Linked DNA regions of Mus musculus: region 1 is linked to region 2. Evidence: chromatin contacts called from public Hi-C data. All regions are on one chromosome and are shown on one strand. Each heading gives the region's core, a stretch centred on a gene start, on an enhancer-like site or on the middle of the called end of the contact. The rest is flanking DNA. Distances are from core to core; before and after follow the strand shown. Region 1 overlaps 5730522E02Rik (RIKEN cDNA 5730522E02 gene). Region 2 overlaps 5730522E02Rik (RIKEN cDNA 5730522E02 gene).

Region 1 (4,474 bases), core at 449-2,948, 320 kb before region 2:
GTGCTTGCCCCTGATTAAAGAAATAACATAAATAAATAATTTATAATTTAATTAATAAGGTATAATATGCAAAGCACAGTAATTTCAAACAGCTTGTAATGTCTCTAATGTACTTTCAATTTTTTATTTTACATAAGGGCTATATTCATTATGTAGTTATGATAAACATACTAATGAATTTTATTACAGGAACAAATTTAAACATGTAAATGAGATCAAATAGTATTAAAATGCAAACGATGGTGAAACTTATTACAAACTAACCTTGCCAATATACATGGAATGATGTTATTTTAAAACTTTGTGAGTTGTATCTCTTAAACAAAGGCATTGTCTTTTACAATGTCCCTGAACATAAGAATTGTGAATTGCCTGCTTTATTCTCACATGAACACCCCAACCAAAAAAAAAAAAAAAAAAAAAAAAAAAAGTTAACAGGAATCTAGGTTTGCGTGTAACTTTGGATGACAATTAAAATCCCTTTTCTTGTTCCAGCGAACAGTAATCTGTGCATAATTACATTCAAATGAGATATTAGCATTTTTTGTGCTTACTCTTTGTTAATTGCAGAGTTCACTCACCATGCTGATGCTTTTGATGGAATCAGGCAACCTTATTGACCTGGTGCCATAAGGTGAGTTGGGAAATTCTAGCATAGTCTTCATTTTTTTTATTTTGGCATTTTAAAGAGTCCTGCTGCTTTTATTACATTCCTGACACTTTTGTTAATAAATCATTGCAAAGTTAATGAAAATTGCATTCAGGCATATCCAAAATAATTGTGTCCTTTGTCATGCTAATAAATTGAAAGCTGTTGATCCAATGGGCGAATGCATGCCTGTTCTGGGGAAGGTTGTAAGCCGGTGCCTGTTGCACTGACTTTCGCCCACATCACCTGTATAAAAGGAAAAGCGGGAAAACAAACGTCAATATGCTTTAGTCTGTATTTTCTAGAGCAATCTAATTAAGTCAGCAAGTGGCTAAATTATATCTACATGGAAATATAGATATATTTGTGTTATGATTTATGAAAGGCTGTTAATATGAATACAAACCAGCAACAGTGTAATACTACACTCATAAAAATAGGAAAACCATGTTTACCTGACCTTTTGGTCATGCCTGGGGATTTTCCACGTTTATATATGACCCACTTGATTTAAAAGTCGCAACTGTAATAACCCCACACTCGTTTCTTAAGTCTTCTTCTACACTAATTCAGAAGCAAAGAGGAGGAATGTGACTTTTTATTTTAAAAAAAAATATTTTTTGGCAAAGCATCAGATCTTTTCCCTCAATAAACCTTAAGTGAGCAAGGAGGTCAGTGTGTATGTCTGGGAGATAAAGCACTGTCATTCACACACAGTGTGAAGCAGAGCTCCCTGCTCCAGGTAAGGAAGAGAACTCAATTCGGAAATACTTATGCTCTTGTTCGATTTCATAAACACACACACACACACACACACACACACACACACACACACGTGTGTGTGTTTTTCAAATTTATCTCAAGGAAGAACTGCAAGTTATTGTTGTCTTGGGAGTTCTTAATTTATGCAGTAGCCCATCATGCTGATTTTAGGTAGGTATTTATTCTGCTATTCAATCAAAAAGCATAGTTTCCATAACAACGGCCACATCAGATGAAACGTACAGCTTGGCATTTGAAATACAGGACTTCTTAGGAGATACGCTTCCTGACATATTGTGTTGAACTTGTGTTCTTTTCATTTTCTTTTAGCTAGCAAGATCTGTGTTTCTATAAAGGACCATCGCAGTTTTGCATAATTATTACAATCCATCTGCACATTTCCAGGATTTATATTAAAGTAATTAAAGCCATTTTGTATTAGTGGTTGCTGTGTGGAACCAGCTTGGATGCAGGATTCTAAAAGTTCCCCCTCGCCTGCTTGCTGCGTTGTAATTTGGAGAACAGAATGTTCCTTAAATGAGGTTTGGGAATACTGCATTTTTTTTCTTTCTTTCCTTTCTTTGCAAAGTAACTTTTTTTTTCCTCCTGTGGAAAATGGAATAAAAGGTTCACCTAGGGACTGGAATTAATGTAGTCCTTCAGCCTAGGGTTAAAAAGAGCAAAATCACAGCCAGCAACATTGTACAAACTCTAATATATTTAGCTTCTTCTATGGAGAAATAATAAGCCTGTGTTTCTAAGGCAACTTTCTCTCAAAGAGCAGCAAGCTATTTAATTTATATGCTCATTTTCCCTGGCGGTATTTGTTCAAGATAAATGAGGACAGGAATTGTTAATTCCATTTTATGGATGGGATGATTGAGGCAGCGACAGATAATGTCATAAAGAGCAGATAATGAAGCTCGTAATGTACTGGGCAAGGATAGACACACGGCAATGAGTAAGAACTAAGATATGTTACATCAAAGCACCGACAGAATGGACTGCAAGTGCGGGGCAGTGTAGTGAAGTTGCTGAGAAACACCGAGTAAATTCTGGAAGCTTGCAAAGGAAAATCTGGAACAGACTCACTCTCTGACCTGGGTCTGAAGCCCCAGTGTCTCTCCAAAGGTTCTTAAAACTTAGGCTGGATTTACAAGTGTTCAGGATTTGTCTCTCAAGAGTTTGGTTATTGCAAGTGGTCCATAGTAGAGAAGAGAGCGAGATTGTCTAGGTAAGTATATAGGAGTTTTCAAAATAAGGATTAATTCACTTAAAAAAAAAAAGAAATAGGGAAACTGTCTCTCAAGTGCAGAGGAGTCTTGGTTTGCTCTGTAGAATACACTCTCTTACATCAACCTCTCTTTGATAGAAGAACAGTGAACAGATAGAGGCATCAAACTCACTCTATGCTAAGGCATGTATCTGCAGACATTTACTGTTGTGCTTGCTCACATGTGGTTTGTAACTCACCATCCTGTGACCACAACATCCATAAATATGCTAGACCATGCCTAACATTTTCTATCACTAACTGAAACAGCTACAAAACTCATGGGCTCTAGACTTCTGGCTCCTTGTGTAACAATGGAGTTGCATAGTGTGGGTGCTCAGAAGGTTTTTGAACAGAAATCAGAGCTTTGCTCACATTTTGTTTGGTGTTTAACATTGATAAATAGGAAGGAAGGAGAAGTCCAACTAGACGTCACCCTCACTGGCGAGGTGGTGTACATGGTCCCAGGAGGAGAGGAGTCTTTACAGTCATCTTGGTTTCTGTTCATATTAGGGGTCATTCAGTTTTTGCAACTGAAAAAGCAACTGTGATGTGAGTTCCACAAACACAGGAGCATAACCTGAAGAGAGCTTTCAAGCGGGAAAGAAGACATTTAGAGGAACAGAATTTAAATTGCACTTTGCAACGTAGCTATTGAAACTATGCAACTCTATGCTAGCAACATATTTTGAAAGTAATTTAAAGAAGTTTTGAATTTATTTTATAGATGTTAGATCCCAGTGAAGTTAGACATGAGTACCAAGCAGAACTGGGGGTAAGGCCATCCAAGATGGAAAGAGGTCAAGTTGAATAAAGCCTGTAAGGTGGGGAAAGGAACAAGAAGGATCATGTGTGCAGGAAATACTTTTGGTACTTTGCTTGCCAAATTGGTTCTAGACACACATTGGCAGCCCCACTATTTTTCTATGGTTCTTGGGGCTTATGCATTGGATTGTATATAGATAGTTCTCCCCAAATAATCCTAGCAGGAAAACACACACACACAAACACACACACACACACACACACACACACACACACACACACACATACACACACTTCTAACATTTCTAGTGAAACTATCAAAATATATCTATACATGTTCACTACTGGCAAAATGCAAAGCAATATGAATAAAGGGCTGGATAAACTTTCTATTAAGGGTAGAGAGAACTCTACTTTGCTCTTTGCTGATATGAAGGAATAAGAATGCCACCAAACTGGAGCAGTGCCTGTTGTTTGAAATATAGAAAGTGAATCGACTTATGTACTCCTCCCTTTCTGGTACTTTGTTTGTCTGATTTTCTAAATAGAGTTTTGCATCCCAAACTGCCACTTAGGAAAGATTGATGCATTTGATGCTTCTGTGACTGTGTCCCGACTTGAGTTCTGTGCCTTGGTACTTCATTAAAGTGTTGTAGTAGAGTAAGCCTCTGCTGCCACAGAGAATCATAAAAGCACAAACCATTTTGGGTAGCTAGGGTCTTAGAATATTAAAACTTCCAAGGTATGAGATTTATTTTTTATTTTTTATTAATTAATTATTTTATTTAATTATATCCCAGATGTTGCCCCTTCATAGTCCCCCCTCCCAGGGTTCTTCACCTCATCCTCTCCCCTTCACCTCCAAGAAGTTAACCCCCAGGCATCCTCTTTCTCTGGGGCATCAAGTCTCTACAGGATTAATTGCATCCTTTCCCACTGGGGCTAGATAAGACAGTCCTCTGTTTAACATATGTTCTGGGGGCCTCGGACCAGCGCCTGTATGTTCTTTGCTTGGTGGCTTAGTC
Region 2 (4,415 bases), core at 1,268-3,767:
ATAGTATGGGGATGCTTTTCTTTGACAGTTGTTGATTATTTATTGGGGGCTCGGGATCAGTGAGATCTGTAATTAAGGGAATTTGAAGCTATATCTGCCAGGACCTTCATCATCTCTGATATGCCCTAGCTGGCAATCATCCTGGATCACTGGAAGTTCACAGAGTAACGGAGATTCAGAAAAATCTGTGCATCCATATCCCTCAGTGAAAAAGTGAGGGACACAAGACTCAGAGAGATCCACTGACTCACCCAAAGCTGTGGAGTTAGTCGAGATGCCAGCACCGGATGATGGGCAGGCATCACAGATGCTTGCTGTAGTCCACGGTGGCCCTTTAATCATGCTAACATGGTTATTTTTCACAATACTGGATTGTCTTTGGCATAGGTTAAGAATGTGCCTATAACACTTAATGCAACCCAGTCCAGTTTGATTTGAGTTTCTTCCTTATTGATATTTCCATTGCCTTTCCTTAGCATAGACAGATGGTGCAGAATTCCTCAGCAGTGGAGCTCTGACCTTTTAGGAGCTGGGAAGCCTGCCAATGGTCCTTGTAAAGGAGAAACTGAGTTTGATGAGTAAGATTGAAATAAAAGTATACCCCAGGGGTTAGGGATACAGATGCCTACAAGAAGATGGGATGAGATTCCCTAGGAAGCTGTGGCATCATGGTATAGCATGAAGTCATAACTTATTTCTCCGGAGAGGGAAGGTCTGTAATGTGAACTCCTATCACTTAATTAATGTTGCCTATAGAAGTCACACATTTCAGTTGTTGACAATAGGTAGAGCAGTGTACCAGCCCATCACTGAAGTGGCTTCTCCCTGCTGGAGAAAAAGCATATTCTCACAGGGGTTCTTAGGCTGCTCTTTAATTGCAGTGATGCTGTTATTTCTCATAATGCCTAATTGTGGCATGGATTAATAATGTGCCTGTGGCCGATAATACAACACAGCCCACTATGATTTCCATCAGCCATATTTCCCCTTCTTGCTTTATTGTCTTGTAGACAACCCTTTTCTTCCAAGGAGCCACTTTTACTTTAGTAACTTGGGACTTGGGGAGGGGAGTTGAATTTTAGTAGGAAGATACAGGTTACTTCTAGAAATATAGAAGCATAATTATGTAACATGGTGCTGAAATAAGTTACGGTATTAAGAATACAGAAATGGAAGCCAGAAGACGAGCTTGCCCATCTGACTTACCAAGTAGTTGTGCAATGTAACAACTCACTTAACATTTCAGGGCCTCACCTTTCTCTTCCGTAAAATGACAGAATTTGATTAAATCAATTCTGAAGTCCCCTCTGGTCATAAAATTATAGGAATCTAAGTTAATTGAAAATTGATGGTACAATTTAGGAGGAAGCTTTCTGAGTATAGAACTTCTAGAAGACATGCTTTTAATTCTTCTCTAACGCAGAAATTAGAGCAAATAACCCAAGAGCTGGAGCAGTGAAGGGCCAAAGCTTCCAATGTGTGAGAAGATAATTTTGTTTTTATACTGTACCCCTGGCCACTGTTTCTGAAAAAAAAAATAGAATGTGATTATCTTTGACCTTAGGCTAAATTGGCATTCCTTATATTGCATAAGATACAATAATGCTGATTGGTGTGTAGTATAGTATACATGTCACACAGACATAATTCTGGTGTGTACATGTGTTACAGCACACACTTTACACAAATATAGCAATGGTGATGAAGTTCCTATAGTCCACAGTCCACAGATGAAACTAATATATATGTATGTTATATTATATATATATATATATACATACATACACACACACACACACACACACACACACACACACACACATATATATATATATATATATATATATATATCACTCATAGTAATAATGCTTATGTGTCTTGGACACACAACACAGATGTAATAATGCTGCTCTCGATGAAACTGAAGACCCATCTCATTCTGTTAGAATATTCTTCCATATACATGAAGAAAAACACAGAGCAGTCAAGTGGCCACACCTCATTCTGCCATAAATGTAACAATTCAGAGGCGTTACAAACCCATCTAACTGCAGTCATACAGTATAAGTTGAACTGAAGCAAGGGTTTTACAGGAGAGAAGCTTCCGTACTTTTCTCTATGCAGCCACCATGGAATTCAGCCTGTGCCTCCAGCCCTGTGATTTGAGGAATTAAAGCAATTTTAGGAGGAGATGTCAAGACCTTTCTTGTTTCTGCAAAGCCATCTTAATCATGCCTGCCTTTTTTCTTCAGGTTGATTTACATAACAGCATGACATTTCATCATTAAGGAAGCAGGTCCCAATCTTCCATGTCTTTTTCTTGGCTTGTCTGGCAAGCAGTTCTCTTTTGCAAGCTATGAAATCCTTAAGGAGGACTTCCTGGCAAGGGAAAAATCCTCAGTCATCCAACAGTCTCTCACTTTTCTATTTTAAATCTTGGCCATGCACATATGGTTGGGCATGTGTGTCTAAAAATTTCTTCTACATTGACTAACTTGAGCTATTTAATAGATTGTGCTGGCCGTGGGCTCCGCAGCAAATCCTGTGATGCTCATCTCCCTCCCTTGGGAAGCAGGAGAAGGCCGCACACATTTGTTTTTGTGCTGTTCTTGTAATCTCTCTCCCTTGCCCTGTTAGAGCATGGAAGTTAATGCGCGCTTCTTTGCCCATTTTCTTGCAATTAACAATGTCCCCGCTCTCCTCCTTCCTGCTGGAAAGAGAGATCCCTAAATACCTTGCTTAATGTCCCAGCCACTCCACCTTCCCTGGGGCTTTGCTGGGGTGTTCTAACTAATTTCTAAGGACAAGAGTGCTGGATGCCATTTCTACCCTTCACTCTGTAAGGCTTGATGGTGTGTGCATGTGTGTGTGTGTGTGTGTGTGTGCGTGCGCGCGCGTGCATGTGCACATTCAAAATGTGACTCAATCCAACCTCAACTTGTTTCTAAAACTTGGAACATCTTAACTTCCAACAGTCTAAAGCACAGGCCTGGGTCCTATTAGGTCCTCAGAAGTAGTACTTAAAATGAATGTGAAGACAAGGCTGCCTTCTGGCAAATTTGCTCCCCCTTTCAGGTTGTGGTGAATTGGGCCCAAAGGACATGGGGAGATGGGGGAAGCATGCACCCTTAGCTGATCTCCAGCTGTGTCTCCTTCAGGCATAAAGCCCAAACCCTACAGTTTTCCCAGCAATTGAACAACTCAGAGAAACTGGCTAAATCATACCCTGTGATGCAAAAAAAATGTTTACCCTGCCAGAAGGTGAACTATACTAACTTCCCAGAGGAAGTCACTCCCCAAGAAGACACAGAACAGCAATAATAAAAACAGCAAGATAATAATCATAGGATCATGGAGATGTTTGTCACAGAGTGCTGTACAAGTTTGCAAAGGCTCCCTTGTCCAGAAGTGACCCGTGTGGTTAGAATCTGAGACCATATTGTCTGGCAGGATCTTAACACTCTCGCTGCTGTTGCAGTGTGACATTATCTTCCTGCTGGAATGGCCCCAGAAACCTTCTTTTTTGTTGAACATTAAGCATGTCCCTTTAAGTTTATTACAATCAGGATGAAGGAATAAAAACCACATGGCTTACATTCAGTAGATCTTCCTCCTCACCAAGAGGACCAGCCCTCAGGTAAAAATGTCAGAAGGGTGTGAGGTAGATGGGGATACTGGGATACTGGGATGCCTTACAGCACACATTGCTTCAAATGTTATACAAAATAATACTGCTACAATAACTGGAAAGAATGTGTGTTTTTTTAGACTCCAGACAAAGAGAAGAGTAAGCATTCATTAAAAGTGCATCTGCATTTTTAACTTTCTCTTTCTAGAAATCACATCAACATGAGATTACATGTACATCTGAATGTCTCGCAAACATGTAGCAACCTAATGGTGATCTTTCCAATGTCACGAGTGCCCCCTCCTTTAGTGGGGTGCTTATATGTCTAAAGGTACCAGGTTACCCTGATTCCAAGAGCTCTGTTTCTTTAAAACTGTGCTTCCTGGCACCACTTTGTAATTAAGTGCTCTCTTCAGCCTGTGCTTTCTGAGAAGTGGTTTTCTTACTCCAGCCTGTGGCCTCCATGTTCCTTCATCTTCAGTTCTCTTTGTTCTTTGAGCATAATTCACTCGGATCTGGGTTTATTACTCACCAAACCCAGATAATCTGCTCAAGGGCATCAGCACCAAGAGCCTCAACAACAATGGGGATCATGTGGGCGTGGCCAACTTGCTTTCCCAAGAGCTGCCTCTCTGCTGTCTTCTGACTCCCTCCAAATCGGGTTGAGTCCCACTGAAGATTTTCCAATACACTGCTTGGAGTTTGTTTGTGAAGAAGAGTTGGTAAGTGTGAGTGGTCCCGAGTGCACCCTAGCTCACAGCCAAGGTTCATGACATCCTCACTGCCC

What was found. Hi-C and Micro-C count contacts between places; a contact is called where the count stands out from the background.
Region 1: a Hi-C map of cortical neurons shows a contact between it and region 2, with 2.0 times the contacts expected there. The contact joins two enhancer-like sites. A contact is called at or near these places in 5 of 484 Hi-C or Micro-C datasets (the MC3T3-E1 cell line, cerebral cortex, cortical neurons and 1 more).

Annotation. Positions count from the first base shown.
Region 1 is chr11:26,058,850-26,063,323 of GRCm38.p6, reverse strand. All of the region lies in intron 1 of 5730522E02Rik (RIKEN cDNA 5730522E02 gene), which reads left to right. Among named protein-coding and RNA genes, the nearest start is that of Mir6372, 140 kb to the left of the region's middle. Within about 2 kb of position 1,698, at least 3 of the 459 cell types and tissues checked have an H3K27ac peak or open chromatin away from gene starts, as enhancers often do. A contact at or near this core is called in cortical neurons, where this site is marked.
Region 2 is chr11:25,735,508-25,739,922 of GRCm38.p6, reverse strand. The region is part of intron 2 of 5730522E02Rik (RIKEN cDNA 5730522E02 gene); the gene reads left to right. Among named protein-coding and RNA genes, the nearest start is that of Gm51856, 46 kb to the left of the region's middle. Within about 2 kb of position 2,517, at least 10 of the 459 cell types and tissues checked have an H3K27ac peak or open chromatin away from gene starts, as enhancers often do. A contact at or near this core is called in cortical neurons, where this site is marked.